Regions from separate parts of the Mus musculus genome. Here all the other regions are linked to region 1. The links are chromatin contacts, called in public HiCAR-type, HiChIP or PLAC-seq and promoter capture Hi-C maps. All regions are on one chromosome and are shown on one strand. Each heading gives the region's core, a stretch centred on a gene start, on an enhancer-like site or on the middle of the called end of the contact. The rest is flanking DNA. Distances are from core to core; before and after follow the strand shown.

Evidence for each region. Promoter capture Hi-C pulls out the DNA fragments that hold promoters and counts their contacts. HiCAR-type assays count read pairs that join an accessible place to other places. HiChIP or PLAC-seq counts read pairs in DNA pulled down with a chosen protein or histone mark.
Region 2: a promoter capture Hi-C map of liver shows a contact between it and region 1, with 3 times the contacts expected there. The contact joins the promoter of Yeats4 here to the promoter of Tmem19 in region 1. A contact is called at or near these places in 4 of 39 promoter capture datasets (hippocampal neurons, liver and pre-B cells), 1 of 115 datasets of contacts at active chromatin or transcription factors (astrocytes) and 1 of 9 other capture datasets (adipose tissue).
Region 3: a contact with region 1 is called in a HiCAR-type map of astrocytes, with 6 times the contacts expected there. The contact joins the promoter of Frs2 here to the promoter of Tmem19 in region 1. A contact is called at or near these places in 3 of 39 promoter capture datasets (liver and pre-B cells) and 3 of 115 datasets of contacts at active chromatin or transcription factors (astrocytes, large pre-B cells and pancreatic cancer cells).
Region 4: a promoter capture Hi-C map of second pharyngeal arch cranial neural crest shows a contact between it and region 1. The contact joins the promoter of Cct2 here to the promoter of Tmem19 in region 1. A contact is called at or near these places in 4 of 39 promoter capture datasets (cranial neural crest, embryonic stem cells, hippocampal neurons and 1 more) and 1 of 9 other capture datasets (macrophages).
Region 5: a contact with region 1 is called in a promoter capture Hi-C map of stem cell-derived epiblast-like cells, with 2.4 times the contacts expected there. The contact joins the promoter of Lrrc10 here to the promoter of Tmem19 in region 1. A contact is called at or near these places in 4 of 39 promoter capture datasets (the C10 cell line, cranial neural crest, embryonic stem cells and 1 more) and 1 of 115 datasets of contacts at active chromatin or transcription factors (acute myeloid leukemia).
Region 6: a contact with region 1 is called in a promoter capture Hi-C map of liver, with 2.9 times the contacts expected there. The contact joins the promoter of Rab3ip here to the promoter of Tmem19 in region 1. A contact is called at or near these places in 5 of 39 promoter capture datasets (cranial neural crest, embryonic stem cells, liver and 2 more), 1 of 484 Hi-C or Micro-C datasets (neutrophils), 3 of 115 datasets of contacts at active chromatin or transcription factors (astrocytes, large pre-B cells and pancreatic cancer cells) and 2 of 9 other capture datasets (adipose tissue and embryonic stem cells).
Region 7: an H3K27ac HiChIP or PLAC-seq map of embryonic stem cells shows a contact between it and region 1, with 12 times the contacts expected there. The contact joins the promoter of Myrfl here to the promoter of Tmem19 in region 1. A contact is called at or near these places in 3 of 39 promoter capture datasets (frontonasal cranial neural crest, hippocampal neurons and stem cell-derived epiblast-like cells) and 2 of 115 datasets of contacts at active chromatin or transcription factors (astrocytes and embryonic stem cells).

Annotation. Positions count from the first base shown.
Region 1 is chr10:115,360,455-115,364,555 of GRCm38.p6, reverse strand. It overlaps Tmem19 (transmembrane protein 19), which reads left to right and starts at 2,289. Exons shown (of 7, transcript NM_133683.4): 1 at 2,289-2,504; 2 at 2,597-2,747. The coding sequence starts at 2,618.
Region 2 is chr10:117,222,182-117,226,282 of GRCm38.p6, reverse strand. Yeats4 (YEATS domain containing 4) reads left to right here and starts at 1,776. Exons shown (of 7, transcript NM_026570.4): 1 at 1,776-2,024; 2 at 3,990-4,101. The coding sequence starts at 1,974. It overlaps Gm31963 (a long non-coding RNA gene), which reads right to left and starts at 1,797. Exons shown (of 4, transcript XR_872061.2): 1 at 1,716-1,797.
Region 3 is chr10:117,146,043-117,150,143 of GRCm38.p6, reverse strand. It overlaps Frs2 (fibroblast growth factor receptor substrate 2), which reads left to right and starts at 1,670. Exons shown (of 10, transcript NM_177798.3): 1 at 1,670-1,752.
Region 4 is chr10:117,061,863-117,065,963 of GRCm38.p6, reverse strand. It overlaps Cct2 (chaperonin containing Tcp1, subunit 2 (beta)), which reads left to right and starts at 2,112. Exons shown (of 16, transcript NM_007636.3): 1 at 2,112-2,258; 2 at 2,914-2,988; 3 at 3,082-3,147; 4 at 3,828-3,939. The coding sequence starts at 2,256.
Region 5 is chr10:117,043,545-117,047,645 of GRCm38.p6, reverse strand. Lrrc10 (leucine rich repeat containing 10) reads right to left here and starts at 2,305. Exons shown (of 1, transcript NM_146242.2): 1 at 878-2,305. The coding sequence starts at 2,223. The coding sequence ends at 1,399. Gm10747 (a long non-coding RNA gene) reads right to left here. Exons shown (of 3, transcript XR_872056.2): 2 at 3,851-4,090; 3 at 2,961-3,508.
Region 6 is chr10:116,948,765-116,952,865 of GRCm38.p6, reverse strand. Rab3ip (RAB3A interacting protein) reads left to right here and starts at 2,413. Exons shown (of 11, transcript NM_001359645.1): 1 at 2,413-2,606. It overlaps 4933412E12Rik (RIKEN cDNA 4933412E12 gene), which reads right to left and starts at 2,304. Exons shown (of 3, transcript NR_038026.1): 1 at 2,174-2,304.
Region 7 is chr10:116,894,429-116,898,529 of GRCm38.p6, reverse strand. It overlaps Myrfl (myelin regulatory factor-like), which reads left to right and starts at 1,651. Exons shown (of 25, transcript NM_001033333.3): 1 at 1,651-1,912. The coding sequence starts at 1,867.

The sequences.
Region 1 (4,101 bases), core at 1,040-3,539:
TCCTGGAAATTGTTGACTGAGGAAGCAGCTGAGGACATCTGGACACTGCTGCTGACCCATTGTCCTTGCCTCAGGCCAAGTGGTGGGGCAGCTTCTGAGGTCTGGACTTGCCTGGAATTCCCCAGTTCTTAGCAACAGAAATGTAGGCCTAGTCTCCTTAACTGCCAATTTGAAGCTTATCATGGAATCAGACCAGTCTTTGCACTATAAAGAATAGATAACAGAGGATATATAATAATTTTGGTTGAAGCCACTATTTTGTGTTCTACCAAAGGAAAAACAGTCTTGGCATATATTTTGAAATTTAAAATAGCATGAAGTTTTACAAATGTGTCCCACCGTGATACAAAATGGTTTCAGCCACCAGACATCCCATGTACATCAAAAGAAATATAGCCTGACCGGAAAGAAAAAGCCCTTCCCCCAGCAGTGGAAATGTAAGCTTTTAAAGGTTGACTGGGTTATGTCACAATTGTGTACAATATCTAAATAATTCCATTGCCTCCCACACTGTCAACAAGTAGCTGGAAACACTTCGGAAATATGTGGTTGTCAGCTTGTTACTATTCACTTGGACAAAATAACTCCCAATGAACCTCAGCCTCCTGAGTTCTGGGATTAATAACATGCGCCACCACATCTAGTGAGATCTTTGTTTTGATACTGGGGCTGGGAAGATGGCACTGTGGATAAAGTGCTTTCTGTAGAAGCCTGAGAACAGGATTTGAATCCCCAGAACCACATGGGACTGGCACAATAGTACCCATGTATAAAAGGTGAAATCAGTCCCAAGACTCGGATTATCTGAGAATAGGATGGTCTGCTGTATAAATGAATGGACAGGATACACACCCTTGAAATTGTAGAGGAATTTTAATCCAGCAAGATGGCTCCTCTAGCAAGGGATTACATCCAAAGACCTAGATCTTTATGATCTGGCTAGATCGCAGACAGGCCACATCCCTTTAACCCCTCTGCCTGGAACACGGATACAACCTGAGTACAGTCCTTTAAGGTCAAATTCGTTTTTAGAAGGAAGGAGCCAGGTGTGAAAGTGATGTCTAATTGAGGGCCAGACAAAGTAACAAAGATCGAAAGATTTGACAGAATGAGTCAGAGACAGAATGCATCTTACAAGGACAGCACAGGAAAGAGAAGCTATTTTAAGAGCCCCAGTGCAGGGAGAGACAGCTAGTCAGAGGTGGGAGGCAGTGCCAGGAGTGCGGTGCAGTTGCAGTTGAGTTCGGGTTGTGGTTTTTGTTTGTTTCAAGTCTATGAAGTTCATTGCAGGTGAGCAGAGTCAACTAAAGCCAGAGAACAAGAAGGAGCCAGGTGATTAGAACAAAATGCCAGAGTTGTTTGAGGCTAGGCAGAACAATTCAATGGGAACTTGAGAGAAGCCAGATTGAATCAGGCAGCTTGGTGAGGAGTTTGAGCCAGAACAGCTAGGTTGAACCAGACAGCCAGAGTTCTAGAAAGAACTATAAAGGGTGAGCTTATTCAACAGTGAGCCCTACAAGAGGACAATACATCAGACGAATAAGTTACTTTTACAGATAGAGTGGATGGGGACAGACACTTCCACAATGTGTGTTAGAACAGTAATTATACAAAAGCTCAACCGTGGGAACTATATTTATGTTTACATACCGCAGTACCAGTTGAGTCTGGCCCAGGTTAAGAGCCAAGCCATTGTTTTAAGCTACTTTCTAAGTAATTTCGCTTCTAACGATAAACTCCTACGTCGTCCACACCCTATCGCCTGGTATGAATGCTTCATAAGTTACAACCCATTACTGGCTCTAAATTCACTCGCAGTTCATTATTCCATCAATGGCAGGTTTTAGTGACCCACACCACCCTTACTGGTGACATTTTTTTTTTCAAGTCTAGGCTGTCCACAAATCCCAAGACCTAATTTGTCCTAACGTCTATTTTGGAGGTGCTTTAGAAACAGCACTCCGACCCGCAAAGAGACACTAAGCAAACTCAAGCCGGGTTTCCGCCTCGACGAGTCACGTGAGCGGAGCAGGGCTGCTGCGCATGCGTACACGGAGGGAGTCGCGGAGAGACCAGAGCGACTCCCGGGGCAGCGGGGTGGGGACGTAAAGGCGCTCGCCCGCGCTGTTCCCAGCCTTGGTTCGCTTGCCCGGGCAGCGTACGGCAGAGGTGGAGCTGGGGCAGACTTGGAGCAGGGGCCCAGGGGGCGGAGCGCGCCGTGCGGGGGCGGAGCTCGGGGGGGGGGTCCGAGGGCGGGGAGGGGCGGGGCTCCGCGGTGCTGGCCGCTCATTGGCCACCGGTCGTTTGTGCTCCTTCCGGGTCCCTCTAGGTGGGAGCTGCCGGCCTCCCTGCTGGCCTGGCGGGTCCTCTGTGCATCCTCCCTGCACCTTCTTTTTCCAAGGGCGGCGTTAACCTCCCCGGGTCGAGCCGGAGCGCTGCGCCTGCAGCAGTGACTAGACGTTTTGGATTTACGATTCTATTTTGTCGTTCGGTTGGTGGAAGATGTTGGTATTTCTCTATGCCTCTAAAGGAGTATTGTTGCAAGAAACTTGAATGACTTGGTTCATCTGAAATGCTATCTATTCCCCCCCCTCAGGTGCTCGTAGCTCTATTTTCCATGACAGATAGTGACGACACTACGTGCAAAAGGTATATAAAGATGATTACCAATATAGTAATACTGAGCCTGATCATTTGCATTTCCCTAGCGTTCTGGATTATGTCAATGACTGCTAGCACCTATTATGGTAAGTAAAAGTGTTTTAAGTTTTGCTAGAAGTTAATGGGTGGAATTTTAAACTACGACTTCAAAATCCAAAAAATATGTAAATGGTTAAGAACAGTTATGTTCACTGCCGAAACCTGAATCTGGTTTGCTACGGTGATAAGATAAACAATGTCTAGAGAACTTTACAGCCTTCCATGATGTTTCTTGTGCTGATATTTAATGATACCTATCACAAAACGCATGTCTCAAATAATTACTTCTGTTTACCTTAGTTGGGGGGGGGGGAGACATAAAAGGTAGTTTTGTGAAACAATTTGGGGGATGCTTATCTTTTTAAGATTTGCCATGGTGTAGCGGTTTCATAATCCCGTGAGAATAACAAAGGAGGTACAGTCTTTTCATTTGCAAGTTGAAGAATTTGTCACTTCACACAAATAGATAGGTCTCGTGCAGACACTGTCCTCTTGCTCGTCCGGTTTGATCATCACCGTACCCTGCAGCCACTTGGTCTTTCCATTGGCTTCTTGGTACATCTTTGCTCTCATGAAGCCAAATCTTGCTGTCTTAGCTCCTACTACTGCTCCTGCTACTGAATTCTTCCTGATCCCTGTCTCAGCCTCCAGAGTATTGGGATTACAACCTCCAACCATCGTATATGACTTTACAGGACACTTCAACATAAGACAAGACTTTACGGACTTTTCTCCCTTAGTATATATTAATTGTACAAGCTGATGGATTTCATTTTGGCATTAATATATTCGGATTATATACCTTGGTCCTGTGATGGTTCTAAAGGATTATTTTGGATTTGGCTCTTAGAGTGGGGGGGGGGGTTAAATCCAGGGTTTTGCATATACTGTGCACCCATGCATGTGTTCAGAGGCTGCTCCATATCCAACTCTTGTTTGTTGCCTGTTTGGGTTGTTTTGTTTTAAGACAAGGCCCCAGCTTGTAGCCCTGGGTGATCTCAAATTCAAATCCTCTGGTCTCAGGCTCCTATGTTCTGGAATTATGTGGGCCAACATTCCAGTGAGATCTGTAACATTTCAAAACGGGGACTTGAGGTAGTGACTCTGGGTTGGGTGTGCTTGCTGTGCAAGCTTGGGGACCTGAGTCTGAATCTCCTGAACCCACATGAGGCTGGGCCCAGTAGAACGCATTTATAATTCCAGTGCTCCTAGGCAGGAGGAGGCATAGGAGAACCCCCAGGAACTCTTGGGCCAACTCAAAGTTATTCTGACTTCTACATACATGTTATCTATACACACACACACACACAAATACATATACACTCGGGCACACACATCACACATAAACATGCACACACACTGGTTTTTTTGTTTTGTTTTTGTTTTTCTGAGACAGACTGT
Region 2 (4,101 bases), core at 527-3,026, 1.9 Mb before region 1:
GGATGAGCACAGGCTCTGTCCTAGACTTCTGTCTCCTCCCTTCCCCCAATCATCCCTTCCTGCTTCTTTAACCTTGGGGGGGTGGGGTGGCGGCTCGTGTATCTTGTTAGCTTCAGAACTTCTTGAGCCTGTGAGTTGTTTACTTTCCAAGTCTCAGGAACCTCCTGTCTCCTTCCTGGAGGGAATGTCTCCCTTAGAAGCTCTAAGCTTATATCAGGTGATCAAGGAAGGGGAATGACATTTAGATATCAATTAAGAAACAGAGTTAGGACATACTCAAGAGCTGCCAGGACAACCTCAAAATACGGGATGACTATAGAAACAGCCAAGATTATCAAAAACAGGGGCTGGCAAAAGTAAAGGTACTTGTTATCAAGCCTGATGACTTTAACCAGATCTCTAGGACCCACATTCATTCTCTCTCTCTCTCTTTCTCTCTCTCAATAGATAATACAGTGAAAAAAAATACTTTTATTAAAGATTAGCAAAAATTGGGGGCTTAGTGGTTAAGAGCACTAGCTGCTTTTCCAGAGGACCTGAGTTCAATTCCCAGCAACCACATGGTGGTTCATAACCAATCTGTAGTGGGATCCGCTGACCTCTTCTGGTGTGTCTGAAGACAGCTACAGTGTACTCCCATACATAAAATAAATCTTTTCTTTAAAAATTAGCAAAAATTGATTGACCATGCTGTTAAATTCGCTTCTCGGTCTCCTGATTATTCTCATTGATTAGTGCTGTGCCCAGCCTTCATCAGAGAAGTTTATTGCAATGAGCAGTGGTTAATGCAGAAACCCAAAACTAGCCAAAACGCCCAGGAATAAGAGATGGTGGTGTGCTTAGCACTATTCGGGACAGTTGTACCACTCCTTCCAAGATTGGGGAATATTTCAGGGTATAAAGAGCCAGAGAATGGAGAGACATGTATCAAAAACGACACCTTCTGGCCACAACGTGGCCATTGCACTCATGAACTTACTGCAGCTGCGGTTATCTGCATAGGACCTGCGATTGCATGTTAACATTTCAACATGGATGGCGGGAGGGGTCCAGGGGCCTCACCCTTCCCAGAGGGACTATTGAAAATTCATGACTGTTTGGGAAAGAGATGCCATTTTCTTTAGTAAGGTACCACTGATAAATTACTCTTGCTTCGGTAAAGAATCCCACATCCATAGTAGGACAGGAAACGCCAATTAAAGCCAATAGGTCACGAACTAAGAGGGCATGAAAGTAGGAGGGGGGCTTGTTGGAAAGAAGAGTTCCAACTGGGGAAGGGTATGAGAGAGAAGAATGGTGAGTGAAAATAAGAACATGACCCTCTTAGGCATGGTTTAGGAGGTTTTTACTGTAGATAGGGAGAAAACAGATTCCCGACGAATCTGGAAAAGTCAGACTGAACATGGCCAGCAGAACAGATTGAGCCATGAAGAGCGGGAAGTGGAGTCATTTCTGTAGTGCCATCATGTTGGCCTTGGAAATCGAACTCAGGTCACAAGGCTTGGCAGCATATTCTTTACCAAGCCCACGCCCAGTTATCTGACCTGCCCAATCAGAAGCTTTGATTCCAGAGTCTATCATCTTGAAGTGTGTGGGGTTATCTCAACCCTAAAGCTACAAACGTTCACCATTTTGGTGCTTCCCTACCCTTAACTTCTGCCTAAAATTTATCCCCATCTCTCTTTATCCGCTGCAACAGCTCATCAGGCTCTTACCGGGGAAGGCTGCAGCCTCGCGCGTGCGCACTGTCTGCCTGAGCCCGTTGCGCATGCGCCGCCGCCCTCCCCCGCCCTTCCGCTCGGCTCTCCCAGCTCGGGGCTGAATGGCCGACCCCGACGCGGCGCGTGTGGAGGAGGTGGCTGTCCGGCTCCCCGAGCCCAGGCGACCCGCCCTCCTCCGGCTCGTGAGGGGAGCGGCTACCCCGCCGGCCTGAGCTCTCTCCCTGGCCGCCGCGGCTCCTTCCCGGGGACAATATGTTCAAGAGAATGGCGGAATTTGGACCTGACTCCGGCGGGAGAGTGAAGGTCAGTGCGCAGGCGCGGCGCGCGGGGCGGAAGCTCGGCGCTCATTGGGCCCCGAGTCCTCGTCACCGCCTCCGCACCGCCAAACACAAAGGTGCCGGGGTGGCTAGGGCATCAGTCGCAGACCCTGGATAGGCTCGTCCGTCTTGTCGTTCCCGAAGCCCCGTGCTGATAAAGTCAGCAAAGAGCGCTTAGCTTCGTTCGTGTTTAGTGAAGGTTGCTTAACACTGGACGTTGTGACACTCAGTTCCCTCCCATCTATATGTGTATTATTAATAGGGGTGGAGGTAAGAGAACGACTTGCAGGAGTCGGTTGTCAGGTGTCACCATGTAGGTGTGCTGTCCAGCCTGAGCTGCAGTCGTCTCTTCCCTGTGTGCCATCCCTCCAGCTCGCCACCCCCTCCCACCTTCCTACATCTGCTGGTTACTTTTTTTTTTAATTTTAAAATTTATTTTTATGTATATGAGTACACTGTAGCTGTCTTCAGGCACACCAGAAGAGAGCATCAGATCTCATTACAGATGGTTGTGAGCCACCATGTGGCTGCTGGGAATTGAACTCAGTATCTCTGGAAGAGCAGTCAGTGCTCTTAACCTCTGAGGCAGCCCTGCTGGTTATTTTTTAAGGTACCGGTTCAGGATGCTCTCCCCGTGCCCCTAAAAGGGGCTTCTACTTACAGATCTTATCACAGAAAGGATTTTTTTTTTTCCTTAAAAGAAATCACATCAGTCTACAAAAATTTTAAAATCCTCATCGGTGTCATATTATTTTTATTACCTTAATCATAGTGTCTATATATCCATAGCTGCCTTAACAGTATATGTAAGATGAGAAATCATCGAAAATCCTAAAGCCCTGAAATGCAATAGAAAGAAATACCAGGTAAAAGTCTGTGTTAGTATAAGAGGCTTTGTAGAGCTGTGCATTTGCCCAGGGTTTTAGGTAAGGCTTGGGGATGGTAGGAAGTGATTGCAGAGCAAAAGGTTCATGGGAAAACTCTTCTCTACTTGCACAAGTTAAATCTGGAAGTTTGTAGTTCAGGATAACTTGAGAAAGTTAGGCCTGTAGTCCTCAAATTGAGTTTCCTCCTTAGTAGCTGGGGAAGGGGTGGGGGTGAGGCAGGAACAAGATAGGCCCTTGAGAGGCCCAACCCAAGTGGCCTGTGTGTTCCCACTGTCCCCATCTCCTAGGCCATTCAGCTGTGAGCTGATCAGTATGCTAATCCCTTGGTAAGGTGCTTCTGTAGTCCAGGCGCCTCTCAGCCGCCAGCTGGGGACCAGCAATAAGCCTTTTGGGGGAGGGGGTACTCCATACCCAAACTGTATGTGCATAATAAGGATGACAGCAGAAAATGCTTGCCCTGAAATTCTCTCATAAACCGACCTTGGGTTTTGTGCTGTGCTTTGGTAAACACTGCCAGAGGCTAATCTAAAAGCCTTTCCCAGCCAGCAGAGCCGGTCACAATGGCAACTTGAACTCAGTAGCCTAGCTTTTAGGTTTGTGAAGGCATTTTGTTCTTCTCTAATCAAGTACTCAGGTGCTTTTACATGCAGAGCTCAGCAGGTAAAAGGCTTACCAAGTCTGATGACCTCAGTGCAGGCCTCAGGAAGGTGGAAGGAAGAGAATCTATTCCTTCAAGTCATCTGTGACCTCCTCATGTGCTGCACAGGGCGCCCAGCGTGCACACAAACACCCCAAACAACCCACTTTTCATGTGAGGACTGGGAACCAAACTGTAGCCTTCTGCAAGAGCAGCAAGCTCTTCAACCCCTGAACCATCTCCCCAGCCCCTCTCGTGGGAAGCATTGTGCCAACGTTAGTGAATGTGACGCTGGCTCGAGACGCCTGTTCTAAGTCAGCCCGTACGTGGTTAGACTGCGGCTCCCTAAACCAAGTCGCCGCGGCTCATGGTGTTTATCCAGGTGCTGGTGAAGTATTTACTGATTTTCAGCTTGCTTTTCTTTTAGGGGGTTACCATCGTTAAGCCAATCGTTTATGGCAATGTTGCCAGGTACTTTGGAAAGAAGAGAGAAGAAGACGGGCACACTCACCAGTGGACTGTGTACGTGAAGCCCTACA
Region 3 (4,101 bases), core at 421-2,920, 1.8 Mb before region 1:
TGTGTGTGTGTGTGTGTGTGTGTGTGCGCGCGCGCCCCCGCACGCGCGTGTGCTGCCCTTGGCGCGCACTCGTGCTCGTGTCTGGGATTGGGGGGTGGAGATGGTAAACAGCTAGAGACAGCCTAAGTTTTGTCTGTGCAGGGTCTTTTTTTTTTTTTTTTCTTCTTCTTCTTCAGTCTACTAGGAGGCATGAAAGGCTGCTTGAACTTGAGAATTCTGGAAGTGTTTACAAACACTTCTGCAATTACATAAAGCACAAGGCAGTACTTTATATACAGCAATAGTGATGGCATTGTTTGCATCTTAAATTTGTAATAAGGGGTTTTCTTTTACTCTGCCTTTCTCAAAGCAGATTGTCTTAACACTTGTCCCTGCAGTATTTAACAGACACTATGCATGCTAAGAAACTCTTTTCTTTTTTGCTCTTCCTTTTTTCCTCCTCCTCTCCTTCTTTTTGGACAAGAGTCTTGCTTCATAGTCCTGGCCACCTTTGTCTGGAAACTCACTGTAAAGCTTAGGCTGGCTAGAAACTCTCCGGACTCTCCCTGCCTCAGCCTTTTTAGACTGCTGGAAACAAAATAGCTTGTCAGGTTTGAGCCCTTTTCTTCCATGTGGGGCTTTGCTTCATACTGAAAACCTGCCTTTAATATTTGATGTTTCTTGATTTTGTGACAGAGCAAATCTTTTAAGATCGTCTCACTTCTTTGCCTGACACTGACTCTGTAGGCTCTCATACTGTCTGTCTTTGGTAAGTTTCAAAAGTGCCCAGGTCTTCTCTATTGCTAGTTACTGGTTAGGTATAAGAATTGTGCGGACGTACTCAGTCCTGGGTACTTTGAAATGCTTACTATTGCGTTATGCATTATATTATTTTTAACGTCTACAATCCAGAGATGAACACGACACACACACACACCAGGGTGAAATGTAAAGAAACAGGATCCTGGCACTAAGATTGCATAGCCCATCATCTCAGCCTTTGTTTAAAGTGCAAAGGATGACCCATATAGGGAAATAATTTGGCTCCCGTCTTTGAATAATTTGAAAAGTCTTGTTTGGGGCAAATGAGAGTTCTACGCATACCACAAATTAAAGTAAAACCAAGAGCCAGCATATGTGGTAAAGTCCGATACTTTGGCCGATTTCCTTCTCTGTAAGACACAGAGAATAAAAGCACCAATTTCCAGGAGTTTGAAGGTTATTAAATGAGTTAACGCCACCGAATCGCGTAATAAATGCCCTGTCTACCACGCCGTAAGCCTTCCTTCGATAAATGTCAACTGCATTTTCACGCGGGACAGAAGCGAGAAAGGATAACACCGCCGGCCGGTCGGCAAGCCGGTGAATGCTCCGGGCTCGGCGAAATTAGATTCTCCGGGCCCCTGTAGAATTAAGTAGAAGGGAGCGATCCTAACAGGCGTTAAAATAAGGGGTGCCAGCGGTAGCTCGGGGCCCGCGGGACCACAGGGGTTAGCAAGGAGCCCGGGGGCGGGGCTCGGGGGCGGGTCCGCTGGCGCCCGGAGCAGAGGCCACGCCCCTCCCGGGAGGGCTGGCAGCTCCAGCCTGGGAGCAGTTCCGGTGCCAAACCCCTGCCCTCCCCCGCTCCCCCGGAAGTGCTTGTCTAGGGTTCGGGCTGGAGAGAGGCCTTGTAGACACAGGCGCCGAGGCTCCGAGCAGGGGGTCAGGTCGCGGGGAGAGTGAGGAGCTCCGCGGCTGCCACCCCGCGCCCCTCGCAGCGCCTTCGCGCCGACGGTGAGTAGCCGGGGACGCCGAGCGGGGCCTGCGCTGGGCGAGCGAGCCTCGGACCCGGCTGTCCGCTGCAGGTTCAGCCGTCGGGGATCCGGGGAAGGGGTTCGTCGGCCGCCGCGGAGCGCGCGCGGCCCGCGGGCCGGGAAGGGGCGCGATGCGGGGCCGCGGAGTGGGCGGGGCGCAGCCGGAGCGGGGTTCCCGGAGCCGCGGCCGCCCGCAGAGGGGGGACTCCGTAGCGGGGCCCGGCCGTCGGCGCTGCGACCCCCTCTCTGCATCGGGCAAGTGGGCTCGGTGCCTCCGCTGTGGGGTCTGTGCACTCGGACGCTGGGGACCGGGACAGCCAGACTGCACTGGACATCAGTGTCCAACTTTCGTCGCCTCTTGGATCTGTCCCCTCTTCCCGTCTCAGTAATTATCCTGTGTCCCAGGGGTGTAGTCAGTCCGAGGGTGGGGCGCTCCCTGTGTGGATGCTGGCGATCTCTTGCGGGGCTTGCGTCGGGGTCGCCGGAGGTTCGATTTGGACTCGGCTCGAAACTTAACTGGGTCTGGATGCCTGCGTAGGGTCGGTCAGTGAGGCAGTACCATTCCTCGAAGGGTCTTTGCTCCCTTGCAAACTGAAACTGTTGGGAGTTACTTCTTAAAAACAAAGATTTGAGGAGATTCGTAGATTCAGAGGAGTTTCCCCGTGTTCTTGCTGACGTTAAAAAAAAAAAAAAAACCATGCTATTCTGTAATCAGCCTTCCGAATTCCTGCGCTCATCCGAAGTCACAGTTGTTAAGACTTCAGTCGGGACCTTGCACAAGTTGACTGCAAAAGGCTGGAGAATTGTATCCTTTTTTTTCACCCCAGTTTGTTTACTTTCATACTTGGAACTGTCATTTCTTGAGCTAATTATATATATGTGTATATATGTGTGTATATACACACACACACACACATATACACACACACATATATATACACACACATATGTATGTATATTATATGTATATATATATATATATATATATATATATATATATATATAATTTCCCTCAGTTTCTCCTCGGAGGTTCTTCGTGTAGTCCAGTTGTGGGAACGCGGGGTGGGGGTGTTCCCACAGCGGGACAGAGGTGTTTGTTGATTTAAGCATATGAAGTGTTTAACTCCAATAAACTGAGACTTTCCTAGAGAAGAAAATCTTGTAGGCACTGTTAGTAAACTGAGTTTAGGTGATAAACTACGGATAAAAGGTTTGTAGGAAATAATGGAGCTATTTTCCGCTTTTATTGAGTTTTAAATTATTATCAGATAGTTTATTTGTTGCAAATGACCTTGTGGTGGTGTCAATATACACAAGTCATCTTCATGAAACCAGTGACATTATCTGCCCTTATTATGCTTACGTTAGGATTTATACTGTTTCTCTCTCTCTCTCTCTCTCTCTCTCTCTCTCTCTCTCTCTCTCTCTCGTACTTTCTCTTTCGACTACTGGAAGGGAAGATATCATGAATGAGGGGAATGATTTGAAGTGACGAGTTGCATATACTGTCTTATGCAAAAGAAAAGTTTATTTCATTAAAAAACAAATTCTCTGTGTGTGTAATGCCAGAGGTGAACCTAGACTACCCAGCACCATGATCATGATGATCCTTTTGAGACAGGGTCTCCTGAGCCTGGAGCTTGTACTTCCGGCTGGGCTGCTTGGCCAGCAAGCCCCAGGGACCGTCCTGTGTTTGCCCCATGTCCCCAGTCCAGGTCTACTGGTTATCGGCACATGGCCCAGCATCTAGTTTATAATGGAGGTGCTGTCGGTGCCAGTTCAGGTTCTCTCACTTTCTCAGTCAGCAAGCACTCGACGTGGGAGCAGTCTCCCCAGCCCCTCAAATCTCTGTCAAGGTTGTTGATAATAAACAAAGGGGGTGTTTTTCTAGCCCGTGGGAAAGTGTGAGTGAAGATAAGTTGTAGTGTTTAGACTCGGAATGATGCGGTAGCCCCTTAGTGTTTGAAGAACTCAGTTGTTCAGAGCCCAAGATTGGGATGTTGAATTAAAGTCTGGAAAATGAGTCAAGTTAGGTTTGATTATGTATTTGTTCTCTGGTTATAGTGTGTTTTGAAGGGAAAAAAGTATGGGAGTTATAAAAGCAAAAAAAGGGAATTGGTAAAAATCAAATACTTTCGGGCATTATAACTTTTAACTATTGCTCAAGTCAATTCAAATGACATTGAGCATTTTCTATGCGTCAGACTCTTTAGTGAACCATGTAGGGAAAACAAAGCCAAAGCCATTAGAACTTGGGATTCATGTTTTGATAATTTTCCAAGTGTGTTGAAATTGTGAAGACTTGAATTGCACTGTCTAGGAATGCTAA
Region 4 (4,101 bases), core at 863-3,362, 1.7 Mb before region 1:
GCCCGGGAGCTGTGATGGCAGGACAAAACTGGTTTCTCCAAGTTGTCCTCTGGCATTTACATGTCTACACATACACATGCACACATAATTAGTTTTAAGTGCTTAAGACTTTATAAGCAGTTGATAACTAGATTTGACTCTCCATAGCTTGCCAACTCAATATAAATTAGTTTACTATATCTAAGGGTAAAAATAACTAAAAATGGAAAATGACTGAGTGTCGGCAAGTATCAGAAATATAAGTACTTGCTAAGTGATCAGAGAGATAAATGCTACCTACCAGTGGATAAAAGGAAAACTAACATTCTTTTTTTAAGCACGAGAGCTTTGCCTTAGGTGTCAAGAGTAAAGAGAAAAAAATATTTTCTGTTTTTGTTTTTTTTTGGTGTTTTTGAGACAGGGTTTCTCTGTGTAGTCCTGGCTGTCCTGGAACTCACTTTGTAGACCAGGCTGGCCTCGAACTCAGAAATCTGCCTGCCTCTGCCTCCCGAGTGCTGGGATTAAAGGCGTGTGCCACCACGCCCGGCAAAAATTAATATTTTCTAAAGAATTATTTATGTGTGTGAGTACACTGTCGCTGTCTTCAGACACACCAGAAAAGGGCATGGGATCCCATTACAGATGTTTGTGAGTCACCACGTGGTTGCTGGGAATTGAACTCGACCTCTGGAAGAGCAGTCAGTTCTCTTAACCCTCGGCCATCTCTCCAATTCCAAGAGAAATCTTTTAAAAAATGATTTATGTAATATATATATATATATATATATATATATATATATATATATATATGAATGAGTGCTCTATCTGCATGTATACCTGCATGCCAGAAGAGGGCATTAGATGGTTGTGAGTCTCCATGGAGTTTCTGGGAATTGAACTCTGCACCCCAGGAAGAGCAGCCACTGCTCTTAACCGCTGAGCCATCTCGCTAGCGCCGAGAAAACTTTTTTTTTTTTTTTGCATTAGTTTTGGGGCTTTTCCCTAGACTATGTATGTTTTAACCATTTCTCTCTTTTTTTAAAAGATTATTTATGTGAGTACACTGTAGCTGTACAGATGGTTGCGAGCCTTCTTGGGAATAGAATTTTTAGGACCTCAGCTTGCTCTGGTCAACTCCACTCAGTTCCTGCTCGCTCTGAGCCAAAGATTTATTTATTATTATACATAAGTACACTGTAGCTGACTCTTCAGACGCACCAGAGGAGGGCATCAGATCTCATTACAGGTGGTTGTGAGCCAACCTATGGTTGCTGGGATTTGAACTCAGGACCTTCGGAAGAGCCATCAGTGCTCTTAACTGCTAAGCCATCTCGCCAGCCCGAGAAAACTAATTTTTTTAAAGGTTTTATTTATTTATTATTTATATGAGTATACTGTAGCTGTCTTCAGACACACCAGAAGAGGGCATCAGATCCCATTACAGATGGCTGTGAGCCACCATGTGGTTACTGGGAATTGAACTCAGGACCTCTGGAAGAGCAGTCAGTGCTCTTAACCGCTGAGCCATAGCTCCAGCTCCCGAGAAAACTATTTTTGATAAACTGGAATATTTAGGACTTGATCTCTGCTTTGAAGTCATGTAAGTTATATTAGGGTGCCCCCCCCCCCCCCCGAGAAAACAAATGAAGCTGAGGTAGGGCAGAAGCAGCATCCCAGAATGGCCAGCCTGGGTCCACAACGTGAGTTCCGAGCTAAGCCAGAGCTACACAGTCAGATCATGTCTGAAAGATTAAATGAAGACTCCTTTATAAAAAAATCATTTAGTAATCTATTGATAAATAACTTTCCCAAAGGAAAAAATAAGCACGAAAATGGGAATGGTTGCCTCCAGGAAGGGTAAATAATAGAAATGATTAGTGTGCAACACTTGAAAATGTACGTCTGACCTTAAAACAAATTTTGAAAGATTATATTTTAAAAATATATGTCAGCAGGAACTTGGTTTCCGCGGCAACCCGCGCGGTACATTGTCTCTTTGTTCTCTAGTTCTATTCTAAAGCAGCCCGCCCCTGGCCCCGCCCCTAGCCCCGCCCACAGCTCAATGATTTCCGCCACCAACTGAGGTCCCGCCCCTTCTCCAGCGAGCCGCTACGCTTCCGGCCCAGCCCGCCACGCAGGAGGCGGAAACCCGTGCGTCCGGCTCCGCCCCCCGCGGCGGAGCGTGTCGTCACTTCCGCCTTTCTCTCTTTCCCCGGCCTGGCTTCCCGGCGCGGATTGTGAGGGGTTCTCTCCTCTACGCGGAATCCGTCGGAACCATGGTGAGCCTAGCTTTCGGCCAAGGACTTAGGCTCCCTGCTCCGCCCCGCTGTGTCCTGCCGCCCCGCTGGTCCTCTTGTCTAACCGGAGTCGCAGGCTCCGAGCGGCCGCCTCCTGGCCCCTCCGCACATGGCTCGGGCCGGGCATGAGGCCTGCGTGGGACCGGGTGACCGAGCTCTCCGCGCGGGACGGGAAGGGGGAACGCACACTAAGTCAGCATCTCTTTGTAAGATCAGGGCTGTTTCTCGGCTAGGGGACCTTGGCGACCCCCGGTCCTCACCCCAAGTGAAGAAGTTTCTAGCAGGACCTGCTGGCTCCGCCCTCTTCGGGGCGGGGCTGGAAGGGCGAGTGGCCGTGCTTGCCTGCGGAAGATGGAGGGTAGCTAGGTAGCTATGTTGGTCCGTGCTCGACCGGCCCAATGTTGCCTTTAGTTTTGCCATTCAGACCAGTGGGTCGGTGTGATGATTTATTCCTGGCGCCCATATGAGCGTCCCTCTCCCCATTTAAGTAAATACCCCACTCCCAGGACGGATTCCTGAAATTAGATGGTAAACCAATTTTCCTTTAGATAATCTACTTCCCGATCTAGTGAGAGGCCCTGGACGGGTGTTAACGAGTACTGGCATTCAAACGGCGTGTGTTGGCTTCCTCTCTTAGGCTTCCCTTTCCCTCGCACCTGTTAATATCTTCAAGGCTGGAGCTGATGAAGAGAGGGCCGAGACAGCTCGCCTGGTAAGCCCGTCTGTTGCTTTTAAATGATAAAATCCAACGCTTTGTGAGGGTAAATTCTGACCGCCTTTTCTGATTTTTCTTTTATAATTTAAGTCGTCGTTTATCGGTGCCATCGCCATTGGAGACTTGGTGAAGAGCACTTTGGGACCGAAGGGCATGGTAAGAAAGATAGGGAATTTTTAGAAGTTTCTTTTGTTTGTTTCTAATTTTGCTTTCCTGCGGTCTTGCGTAGTAGTGGCTGGCCAAAATTTTAATAATGGTTTAAAGCCTTTGGTGTAAATGTAGATAGTAACAATGTTCTTATTTATGTTTTTTAATCTAAAACTTACAAATTATAAACCGTTCTCCTGTGTTACCATCCCCAATCTCACATCCCTCTCCAGTGGCAGCAAGTGTTACCATTTACAAAACTTGCTGGTATTTTTCTTTTCTTTTTTCTTTTTTTCTTTTTCTTTTTTAGATTTATTTATTATTATATCTAAGTACACTGTAGCTGGTATTTTTCTGTTCACTTATAGGTAAGTTTATCATGTTACATATTTTTGCAACACATTTTTAAAGTAACATACTGTTTTTTGTTTATGTGTATCTGCTTTTAGTGTGTTTAACTGTCATATAGTGTTCTGGGATATTTGTTTCCATTGCTGTCTTGTGACAGTGTAGCAGAGCTAGTTTGTATTGCCTGTATGTCTAAGCTTTTTACACATTGAGGTTTGGTTGTAGGATACATGCATAGAAAACATTTAGTAGCCAACTAACTATCCAGAGGTTTTGGTATCTGCATGTATTCTTGAAGAAGTACTTAGACCTTAATTTGACAGAAATATATTTCTTTTCAGGACAAAATTCTCCTAAGCAGTGGACGAGACGCCGCTCTGATGGTGACCAACGACGGTGCTACCATTCTCAAGAACATTGGTGTGGACAACCCCGCAGCAAAGGTTCTAGTTGGTGAGTATAAGATTTGCTTGTTGTTATTTTCCAATAATTTATTCCCTGATAGGCTGTCAGCTACTTAAGTGATGGCCATTGGCATTTATCGCTAGTCAGATGAGTGTCAGAAGTATCATTGTTACCCATAGTCCACGGGGGGCTGCTGCCACCACAATTTTT
Region 5 (4,101 bases), core at 1,056-3,555, 1.7 Mb before region 1:
ACAAAAAATAACAACAACAAAAACCATTCTAGCAATCTAGTAGGAATATGCACGCGTAGCTGTAAGGAGAAATCTGTCCCTATGGGTATAAACTACTCCATTTAATGACTAAAGGCGTCCTTGGCGGTCTGATCACTGGGCTGCCGATGTTCTGCACCAGAGAGGTGGTGACAGGGTTTTGTGACACTCCAGGACCTCCTCTGACTTAGCCAGCAGTATTTCTGAAAGGATTCTGATATTCCAGAACTGGGCTCGTGAAGGTCCGTCCTCCCATGGTTCTTTATAAAACCTCAGTATGGTTTGTCTTAGTTAAGATGACAATTTTTGCCCTGGTGTTTTGAAACGGTTATTCATATACAGACAATAATTTAGGATTTATGCACTTGTGATACATTCTTCCCTAAATAACGGCCAAAATACCTACGTTTGTAGACAGTCAACAGACCCTATGAACAAAAACCCGAACAAATTATGATTATTGGTCTCAGCCAAGATAAAAGCTGAGACCTCCACTTCAAACTCAGACACTTGTTTTAGGTGAACTGATTTTTACATTCTACCTTTAACAAAGTGTGACTCTCGGGAGGCATGGCTCTGTTCTGGGGGGCAGCCTGCCCTCACCCTAGGAATCAGGAGGCTGTCTCGAGGAAGAAAGGCTTGGCTTTTCAGATGACAGTAAACTGAGCGGACTTTAGGTCAAACCTTACGAGGGAAAACGAGTGGAACCGGCTTGAACCACTGGGAAGTTGGAAGGCAGAGCTTCAGGGAAAGACTTCTTTGTGGCATTTACAGCAGGGGCTAAAGTGCGGGGGGGGGGGGGGGGGGGGGGGGGGGAGGGGCTCAGGCTGTGTGACCACAGCTTTGTTTTTTTTATTTTCCTTCGAATCAAGACTGATTGGGTAGAGTTGTCCCTTTCAGGAACCAAATTAGTAACAGCAGTACATTGGTACTATGCAGAAGTTCTCGGGAAGGAAAGAGGCATGAGAGCTAGAGAGAGCTAGAGACAGGCCACTGAGCAGCTGGTGGCGTTGTTTTCTTTATTTTAACAAATACAGTCTTTGAAGCACTCACCAGCCTTGTGACCAGCTACTCCTGCGTGGTGGAAGAGTGCTGTGGCTGGTCTTGTTCTTTGGTGTTTCAAAATAGCTCGTGTGAAGGAACTGCTTCTGGCACAGGAGTGACAGTCACCCTGGATTCCAGGCCAGCAACAGCACACACCTTCCCCCTAGGAAGAGGTGCTGGGGGCTGGAAATGTTTTCTTCGCCCTATTCCTTTACAGCATCTCACCTGGCTTTCTCTCCATCAGCCCTGGGATGAGCCAGGACCATCCCTTCCGCTCTAATGAGATGCCTTCGGAGCAGTGGGGTAACCTTTGAATTGGCCTTCAACCTCAGCTGTTCAAGAGCTGGAAGGAAGAAGGGGAGGAGGTGGCTCTTGATTCTCTTCCTTGGCCAGTGCGTACCGCCTAGCTTTTCTGGGGTCAGGCTCTGGTGTCTCCTCTGCCCATCTCCCAACACGGCGAACCCCTTTGCCCACCTTGGGGGCATTTCTGCAAGGATTGTGGTCATAGATGACCAGCTTCAGATTTGTCAAGTGGGCCAGGCTGGGGAAGTAGCGGATACTGTTCCGATCCACGTCGATCACCTCCAGAAAGGGCATGCGAAGCAGTACCGAGGGGAAGTCAGCTAGCTGATTGCCGGAGAGCCAGATGGTCCTGAGCTCGCGCAGGCGCCGGAGCTGGCCGGGTAGCAGACGTAGGGCGTTGGAACCGGCATGCAGGGTTTTAAGGAGACTCAGCTCACACACCACATCGGGCAGCCGGGTGAGGCAGTTGGATTCGAGCCACAGGGTCCGTAGGTTCTGGAGCAGGCTGAGCTCATCCGGGAGGTCACAGAGTTTGTTATTGCCCAGGTAGAGGATGCAGAGCTGTTTCAAGGTACACACCACCCGGGGGAGAGCTTTGAAGTTGTTGAAATCCAAGGCCAGGATCTGCAGGTTCTGCAGCTGTGCCAGGTCGGGAGGCAGGCTGTGAAGGTGGTTGTCGCTGAGGTAGAGCTTCACCAGCTCCGTGAAGGAGCACACGTGCAGTGGGAAGCGACGCAGCTGGCTCCCGCTCAGATCCACCATCCTGTCCAGGGGCATCTCCCGGAGGTCTCCCACCACATAACTCTGGCAGCGGTCGGTGGGGATGAAAGCCACGAAGGCCCGGATGGTGTTTCCCATGTGAAACGGGCTGCAAGGCGAGCCCCTGCCCACCAACTCTGTCAGGGAGTGGGCTGGCTGTGCTCACTGCTCGGGAACCCTTCTACCCTCTCTTTATAACCCGGAATTCGGTGACAAAAGCCAGTCACTTTGACAGAATAAAGTGCTCCTGATAGCAGCTTGAGTGTCTGGTGACAGGCCGGACAGGCAGGGTCTGGGACGTCCTGTCCAACTCACATATTTGTCTTTAATCACTTAAGCCCTGATCTCTTATCTACTCTCTCCTGATCTCCCGCCCCCCCCCCCCAAATTGAAAAAATACTGTGACAAAGGTGGAGAAGTAAAAATGAAAAACACCTATATTTGTACTATGTAGGTAAAACTGTAAATATTTGAATGCATAGTCATCTCCTTTGTGTTACAACTCACCTAACCCGAACAAGGCCCTGCTTCAATCCTGAGTGGGGCACAAAACAACAACAACCCGCTGCTAAGTTTTCCAGGATGCATCCTTCAAAGTGTTGCCAAAGGCCTACATCCTTTACAGATTTTCTCCAGTTCCAACAAGCCTTAACCAATATGTAATCAGAAGCAATGGCTTCTGATTTGTACAGTCTTGCTTTGTGTCCAGCTAGCGTCTTGCCACACTGTAAAAGGGTACATTTGAGCTGGAAGTGGAGTTCAGTGGTAGGGTGCTCGTATGGCAGAATTGAAGCCCTGGGGTCCGTCTCCATTTCTGCCAAAACGAACACACACACACACAAATCCTCTCTTTGACAAAGGACAAGAAGGAAGGCTGACTAGCCTTCAAAAGCATAGATTAATTAGAATGTAATTATTAATTAATTCATTAGAATGTAATGCACCCGGGGGGGGGGCACTTTCCAGAGGTGGGAACACTTTCCAGACCCATTTAAATGGCCATTAAAGCTCTGTACTTCTCGTCCATAATCGCGTCCAGTTGAGAAAAGCAACGATGAGCCAGACCGTTCCAAGAACGAGGGCCTCCAAGGTCTGGCTGCTGGGGGCTGGAGAGATGGCTCAAAGGTGGAGAGCGCGTGCTGCCCTTTGAGAGGACCCAGGTTCCACGCCAGCCCTCATATCCACGCCATATCCACGCCAGCCAGCCCTTGTATCTGATAGCTTACAACTGTCTTTAACGGCAGCTTTGGATGTGAGGTGTGGGGTGATGATCCAACATTGTCTTCTGGCCTCTGTGGGATCTTGCATGTTGTGTCCGGCCAGCAGATCATAGCCTGGGTTCTAGCTTGGAAAGGCATTCTGGAAACCTGGAAGAGAAGAGGGGCTAGGCGGCGAGAGAAAATGATGCAGCTAAGACAGGCATTCTGATCAAAGCTCAATTTTACTGTTCCGACACTCAGTTATGAAGGAAGGGGGAGGGGGCCCGATTCCCGCCAAATAATCTCGGAGTTCAGTAGCAGGGTGACCACGTGTGTGACTCCAAACAGCAAAGCGGCACGTTCCACCAGTGGGCGTGGCAGAACGATTGAGCGGGAAGCTCCACCCCTGAGCAAGCACACACACACACACACACACACACACACACACACACACACACACACACACAAATAAAGGTAACTATTAATTTAAAAATCTGTCTACTGGAAATGGATGCAGAAGTGCTTACTGTCTCCCAGATGTGGCTCTGTGCTGTACAGCAGGAAACAGGCTCCTCCCCCTCCTCCAGAGTCTTCCCCACTCACTGGCCAAATAATGTCACCTGGGGTGACTTTACAAGTCAGCAAAGTATGTGCAAATCACATGCTGAAACTGGCAGCACTTTGGGTCATCCCGGATGCCGAGTAAACTCTGGGACAGACGCTTCCCTCCTCACAGCCCCAGTGTCCCATTCAGCACCCCATGGAATCTGGGTAGGCG
Region 6 (4,101 bases), core at 1,164-3,663, 1.6 Mb before region 1:
CCTTAGTCAATGTTCTATTGCTGTGAAGAGACACTGTGTCCACGGCAACTCTTACGAAGGAAAGCATTTAACTGGGGCCGGTCTACAGGTTCAGTAATGTAGTCCATCATTGCCATGGAGGGGAGTCTGGTGGCATGCAGGCAGACATGATGCTAGAGAATGGGCTGGGAGATCTACATCCAGATCCACAGGCAGCAGGAAGAGAGAGACACAGGGTCTGGCTTAGGCTCTTTGTAGACCAGGCTGGTCTGGAACTCACTGTGTAGACCAGGCTGGCCTGGAACTCAGAGATCCACCAGCCTTTGCTCTCTGGGTGTTGGGATGTGAGGTGTGTGCATCTATGCCAACCCCTAAGCTTTTTATAAATTCCTTTTCACAAGTTGGAAGCTTGCTTGGGTGGAGGTCACCCAAGCAAATCTCAAAGTCCACCCCTAGTGACACACTTCCTCCAACAAGGCCACACTTCCTAATCCCTGTCAAGGACCCAATTATAATAATTATAATATAAATAATTCCCAATGACCAAGCTCCAAATATATGAGCCTCTGGGAGCCATTTCTAGTCATGGCTCTACAGTAACTCTCCCCATTCTCAAACAGTGCTAGAGCCCACTCTCTAAGACTACAGATGATCTTGTAGTTAACATACATGTGGGTCACTGTGGGATTCACACACATTAGCATTACTGTCTTCTGTAGACCCGTGATGTTTTGGGTCTTACATTGAATAAACTGAAGAGCCAATCCTCCAAATGTTCATATACCAAATAGAGCATTCTCCCTGTGTGTCAACCATCTCCTCTTCCTACCTTTACAGAGTTCTCTGTCAAGCAGAGTGCCTGTTCTCAAGACACAGACTAAAGAGAAAAGAGAGGAAAGTCTACTTATGATTCATGGGGAATATGCACTGCAAGAGTTAAAGCAGCAGTTCTCAACCTGTGGGTCGCAACCCCTCTGGGATCAAATGACCCTTTCACAGGGGGTCACCTAAGACATCAGAAAACACAGATATTTATGTTAAGGTTCATAACAGTAGCCAAATTACAGTTATGAAGTAGCAACGGAAATAATTTTATGGTTGGGGGTTAGTATACACTATGAGGAACTGTATTAGAGGGTCACAGTGTTAGGAAGGTTGAGAACCACTGAAATACAGTGTTCTGGGATCACAGGTAAGGAGTTAGGGTTGGGAGGCAGGCGAGCATCAGGGAATGGTTTACAAAGAAACTGGAGCATGGGTTAAGTAATTACCAATTCCATATGATAAAAGATGTGTGTGTGAGCCGGACAGTGGTGGTGCATGCCTTTAATCTCAGCACTTGGGAGGCAGAGGCAGCAGATTTCTGAGTTCGAGGCCAACCCTGTCTCGAAAACCAAGACAAAACAAAAAGTGTGTGTGTGTGAACATCTCTTTAGAAAAAAAATGTGTAAAACAGGGAGCCCATAAAGTTTTCTCTTAATAGTAAACTTGTCTCCTTTTGTTTGAGTCTTTGGATGGTAGGAATTTTTTGTAGAGGTGTGTGTGTGTGTACACATGTGTGTTTCTGTATGACTCACTGTGTCACAGAATGTGGTGAGGTACACTAATTACATATATTAAACCACTTAACTCTCAAAACCTTGATGAGGTAGACATTCTTATTTCCAATTATCAGTGAGAAGATTGGCGATATTGCAGATGAACTCGCCTAAGGTCACAGAGGTCAGTAGGTGGCTGATCACAGGGACCACACACATAGCTTCCTTTTTATTACCACCTCCTTGATGTACTCAACAGAATGGCAGCCCCTGCCTCTGAGTATCACAAACATTGGCGGAAATACCGAGGATGACTGCTCCCTCCCACCCCCCATCCCTGAGTTTGATTTTCAGGGCTTGATTCTGTCTGTACTTTGTTTTTTGTTTTCCAACTTGGAAGCCCGAATGTGGGATGGAAGTTTGATAAGCAAAACAAAACAAAACAAAACAATAGATATAGTTCCTGTAAAAGATGAGAGACGGTCTTTGGAAACTGAAAGTGGAAGGATCTGGGTTTACCAGCTCCCCGCCCATCCCATCCCCCCCCCCCCCCCCTCCCCGGGCCCCTAACCTCCTACTCCAGCTTCAGGTATCCACAGACGCGGAATTTCAGGTCGGTTCTGCTTGTCCTCAATACACAGTCCAAAGCCTCTTACCATCCCAGGAGAGTTCACATCCTCCAAAGGCAGCCACAGGATTTCCAGCCAGAGTGGTTCCCAGGGAAACCGCTGTAGAGGGACCCTGGACTCCGCGCGTGGATTAGCCTGCACCGAGCCCCTCCTGTCGCCAGGGGGCGCCGCAGCGCGCGAGTCCCCCTCGCCACTCCCTCCCGGTCCCGCCTCTAGTCCCGCCCTCTCTCCCGGGGCGGGGGCGGGGGAGGGGGAGGGGCGGCCGCTTCTCCGCCCGGCGCTCGGCGCAGGCGCAGTCGGCTCTCCCTCCCTCGGCTCCCATCGCAGAGAGCGCCAGCCGCGGCGGAGTGGAGCGGCGTCTGTCCGCCGCCGTCCTCCGCGTCTCCCGAGCTGGGCACGCGCACCCTGCGGCTCTGCGAGCGCTGCCGAGCGCGGGCGGCGGCCGCGGCGGATCCGGCAGGTGAGTGCGGCGGCGGGAGGGAGAGGCGGGCGGTGTGAGCACCGCCCCCTCGGCGCCTCGCCTCGCGCCCTTGTCCCGCCGGCCCGGAGCGCGGCCGGGCAGGTGCAGGAGGCGGCGGGGAGGGCGCGGATCGCGCCCGCCCGTCCGCCCGTCCGCCCGCCCGCTGCGGAGCCCCGGGGACCCGAAGGGCGGCGGCTCCGGCGCTCACCTGGCGGCCCGCGCGGCCTCGGTCGCGGAGTTGCTTAAGTCGCGGGCGGCGCGGTTGGCCGGGGATGTGCGGGGGTCGCCGGTTCCCGGGGTCTCCCCCGCCGCGCTCGGCCCAGCCTGACTTCGGGAATCGGGACCCCGGGAGTGGGAGAACAGCGGTTCCCCCTGCGTGGGCCGCTCGCCCCCCGCCGCCCGCGGAATAGCGAGGCTGGGGAGAGGATGGTGCCGGGTGGACGCTGCAGCACGCGAAGAGTTGCCAGTTGTTGGGGATTAAAACATCGATCCGTAATGGCTGGCTGGCGCACTCTCCTCCGAGTTAGAGCTGGTGCCCCAGAGGCACTTTAGTTTCAAGGAAATGTTGCCTGTTCCCAGCCTACCTGTTTAGACACTTCTCAGTGTCCCCCGTGTCAAGGGAAAGAGCCCTGTGATCTTTTGGCTCTGGAATGATTGCATAATTGGAGGAGAGGCCGATAAGAGGATTAAAACAAACCGTTCTATTGTAAATCTCTTGAAAGACCCGGTTTCTGTTCATTACACTGTTCTTAAGTTTTTGTTTCTAAACAATGAATCGAGAGGAAAAGGAGGCAGAGTAGGTATGCAGCCCATCGTTGTAAATATTTGATACTGTTAAATATTTCACCAGTTTTATGGGGCCTTGTTCAGTTAGCATGTGTTATTTATTTACCAGGACTGTGCGTTTTCAGAGGACTTTTCATGTTTGAATAGACACTGCATTCCGAATCTACTCCTCAAGGCCCTAGGGGAATATATTAACTGAACTTAACAGTTACACAGATTTACTCAGCAATGCATTCTTAACTATAAGAACAGACGTCTTTCAACTTTTTTCTCTTTCCGGCCCAAGGATGTTTTGAATTAATGCCTTCTTTTGTGAATGAGCGTGCTTGATGAGACGCCTCATTGCTTACATAGCAAGTCATTTGTGCTAGCGAATGATTCTCACCTTCCACTGCCTGGTTGATGTTCAGTTTCTTTGTGGAGCTTTGATGTCTCTGTTTAAATGCAGCTGTACTTTTGAATCAGTGTAATTCTATACTCTGAGACATATTCTTTGCCTCAGAGTTTCTTTATGCCTCTACTCTGCAGTATACGTGGATGCCCTACAGATATATATATATATTTTTTTAATGGAAAAATTACTGGGACTTGCCCACCCCTCATATTTACGCCGTGGCAGAATGGAAGCTAGGATATAACGTTAGTTTTGTATGTATTGTATGGGTTAGATAACCCATGCTTTTCTGCTGAGCGGGTCTCACAAAGGCTT
Region 7 (4,101 bases), core at 402-2,901, 1.5 Mb before region 1:
AATGAAACCTGAGTTCTCTGCAAGAGCAGCCAGTGGTTTGAACCAGCGAGCCATCTCTCCAGCCCCTTTCTGTGTGAGATCTTAAAATACATGTTAGAAATATCCTACATCATGGATGCTAATCCTGATAGTATAACAAGAGACAAATTCACAAGGGACATTCTATAAGACAGTAGACTGGTCAGACACAAACACCCAAAATCATAAATGAGCAATCAATGGAAGTGGCAAGAGGACTAGTCTGTCAATTAATTATTTAATTAGCTTGTTAACTAACTAACTAACTAACTAACTAACTAACTAACTAACGTATTTACCTTTATTTAGTTTCTAGTACTCTGGCTAGAACCCAGGGCCTCTTGTGTGCTAAGCCTTCACTTGACCTACAGAATGAGCCACATCCTCAACCGCGCTCTGAGGTTTACAAAACTAACAAAGGCCACTCAGGAACACTTACTGAACACTGTACTGGCGAACCAGAAGTCATATAACAGCTATTTCAGGATCAGGAGAAACTAAGCAAGATAATAATATTAATTGATGTTATTGTAGTTGAAATTGTGACACAAGTGAATGGCTTTACTGTACGGGGCACATACTGACTTATTTAGAGGACATGTCAAGATGTCAGCGACTTATTGTAATACGGCTCAGCCTAAAAGAAACTTTATCTACTAAAAAAAGAAAAAGGAAAAAGGAAGAGTATGAAGGTAATGACTAATAAATCTGGAAGAAAAGCCTCTGGGTATTTTGTGGAAGCGTTCGTTCTTCCAGATTTCTTTGCTAGGCTCATGATGGTTTTCAAAATAAAAAGTTGGACAGAAAAGAGGAAGGTTGGGGCAGAATGACAGCTTACCTTCTAACTATGTTTCTCAGGCGATTGCTAAACAAAGGAGAGCTAAGCAGCGAAGACGCTTTTTTATTTGGTTCTGTCTCAAGATTGTGAGGCAAAACTAGTTTTAAACGTTTCAAACTAAGGATGTACTTACAGAGGGACTTTCATACTTAGTCTACACATTTAACGTTTATAGGTTTTGAAGCCTGGGGATGGTGGCGCACGCCTTTATTCTCAGCACTCAGGAGTCAGAGGCAGGAGGATCTCTCTGAGTTCAAGGCCAGTCTGGTCTACAGAGTGAGTTCCAGGAGAGCCAGGGCTACACAGAGAAATCCTGTCTCGTGTGTGTGTGTGTGTGTGTGTGTGTGTGTGTGTGTGTGTGTGTGTGTGTGTTTGAAGAAATAGTCGTCTAAGTGTGTACTGAGGAAAATATAATTTTGCACTTTACATTTGAAACTATTGAACAAATTTTACTTTTTATTCTAACAAAGCCTTTAAAATAACCCAGTCTTTTTGGCCACCACCAAAACCGATTATATTGATGCTCCCCATTTTTGAGATTAAAGAAAAACAACTGTTTTTTTTTTTTTTTTTTTTTTTCTGGCTGACTAGATCTGCTTAATGAAGGTGGAGATGGAAGAAACGCTGGTGTAAAGAACCTATAAGAGATAAGGCTCTTCATTTATTGCCCATTTATGTAATTACATGTATCACCAAGGACAAAGGTCCTTAAAACAAAGCCCACAGGCAAAGTAGAAGCAGTTCCTGAGAGATAGATTTGCCATTACTTCCCTCTTCGTGATTTTTTTTTCCCTGTGTGGCTGCACGCCTTTTTGTTTTATAATCACATTCGAGAACTTAGCCATTGTTTTGGGCTTAAGGGAATGGCTGAAAAACCACTTCACGTCAATAAAAAGACTATGGAGACCTTCCAGGAGTTTTCCTAGGCTTTGAGTCCCAAGGACAGCACTTACTCCTGAGGTCTCATAGCTCCTGTTGGAAGAGGAAGCAGCCATTAGAACCCCAGCACCATGGATGTGCTGGGTGAAAACGAGGCTCTGCAGCAGTTCTTTGAAGGTAAGAGCCCACTGGGCACCACGGTTTCTTCTCTGAGCCTTGTCTCTGTCTCCACTCACTTTCACTCTCTGCGCCGCGGAGTCCACTTACGCTTCGCCCCTGGAAGAACACTATCAGATAACTCCTGCGTAGGGAAGTACAGGCTCTACTCGCTTCGTTGATAGCAAAAATCAGAGATATGGCTAATTGTTTTTCAAATCCAGGCTTCCATCTTACCTAGGTTTCTTCCTCATTAAGAGTCGAGTGGGCACCTGGATTATCACCTGTCTGAATGGATTAGGGCTCACTCCTTCTGTCCTTTAAATGCTTTAAAAATGCCAGCTCTGTCTTCTCGCTGAGATGACTAAATACCATGTAACAAAAAGGGTAGGATTTTAATTAAAATGTCTTAGTATAATTTAACATAATTAACTTCAAATCAGCCGAAGACAGCAAAGGAACGCCCACTTCCTGATCCCATCTTTCTGCTTGTTCATAACACTTTAAAAACATGAAGCTGGACGGCTGTTTGCGTTTGCAGTTGAACCTCTCCCTGATGAGTGTGACTGACAGCAGCGTCAGTACACAGGCCTTCTCGCTGCTCCACATCCAACATGGCGGCACAGTTGTTCACAGTTCATAGGGAGAATGTTCTTATGGTGGGTCTTTCGGACGTGTTAGGAAGACCTTGCCTCCATCACCCTTTTTTTGATGTATGATTGGGAGCGTCAGTGTTAGCCTGGCTTCAATTAGCCGGGCTCAGACTTCCTCTGGAAAGGAAAAGTGGCCAAGCTTTTACACGGTCCAGGGTTTTTCCGTGAAGGTGAATGAGGGTGGTCTAGGGTGCACTCGCTCCAGGGCAGTTAGCAGCACGCTCGAAAACTGGATCCTGGACTTTGTTGGGTTTTGTAAAGTGTGTGACAAATGAGAGCTTTGTAAAGACTGGAAAGAACTAAGGCCCAATGCTAAAGAAGGCAGGTCCCATCAAAGGCACTGTAAGACTCTGGGTCACGGCCAAAAGGAGCAGGCATAATGAGGTCATTTCTGTGGTTTAGATTTTGCTGGAAATGGCAGGAAAGTCAAATGAAGCTGTGAGAGTCACTGTGTTCCTTTGAGCCTGCATTCGGCCCCCTGGAGTCCTGCCTGCAACAGAGGCCAGGTTTGACATCATGCACCTTGGTCCTGCTTGGTGTGTGCCTCACACATTAATGCCATCACCTGGGTACCGCTTGGTGTGTGCCCCACACACTGATGCCATTACCTGGGTCCTGATTGGTGTGTGCTTCCTGTGGTAGTTGCCCGGACACATTTCTTTTGAAAGAGAAACCATCGTTCATCCTGTAGACGCAAAAGGTAGACTTTCTCTCCTTCTACTACTGAGAAACCCGGTCTCTGGTCTTTGCTTTTCCCGGAAGAGCTTTTAGCCTCACACAATTCACTGGCTAGACCCATTTGCCACAGAGCTCTCTATAATGCTGTTTCTATAAACCTCTTCTATAGCTACTGGAACATGTATTCTACATAGTACCTACTTATTATTATTATTATTATTATTATTACTATCGTTATTACAGTTTCCTTTTCAGCCTCAAACTAAACTGCACAGCCTCTTTGATGAGGAAGGAACCCGTTCTCCATGCGCAGTGTTCCCTCTTCTGAGTGTGTAGCAGGAGAGACGCTAATCTCTGGGGAAACAGAGGCACAAACCCTGACCACTACAGCTAGCTGCCAATTTAAAAGAATTCCTTCCACTATTTAGCAAACGCCAAGTGCCTGTTTATGTCCGGTCTGCTCCACCTCCTTCAGAGGAACTTGCAGGGTGTTGAATGAAACCGGTCCCTTAGAGTTTCATAATAGCCTTTCCCTAAACCTTAAGGAGCAGAAAGCCTCTTTAGAACAAGGTCAGCAACATTGGATATGGTGTAATGAGGGGGCTGCTGTTGCAACCAGATGCCTCTCAATCCCTCGCTGTTTTGAATCAAATGTCATCTTCCATTTAATTTCATTGGTTACGAGTGAAACAGGACTTGGACGTGATCAGTCAATACATGTGCCATACTAACCTACTTTTGAACAGTGATTAAAAAGGATTTGATAACCTGAAAATCTCCCCCTTTTTCTCTCCCCTCCCCCCGTTTTTGATAAAACGACGTCAAACCATTCTATTGTAGTACTGTTTAATACGTAAACTATAATTTTTAAAGATTTAT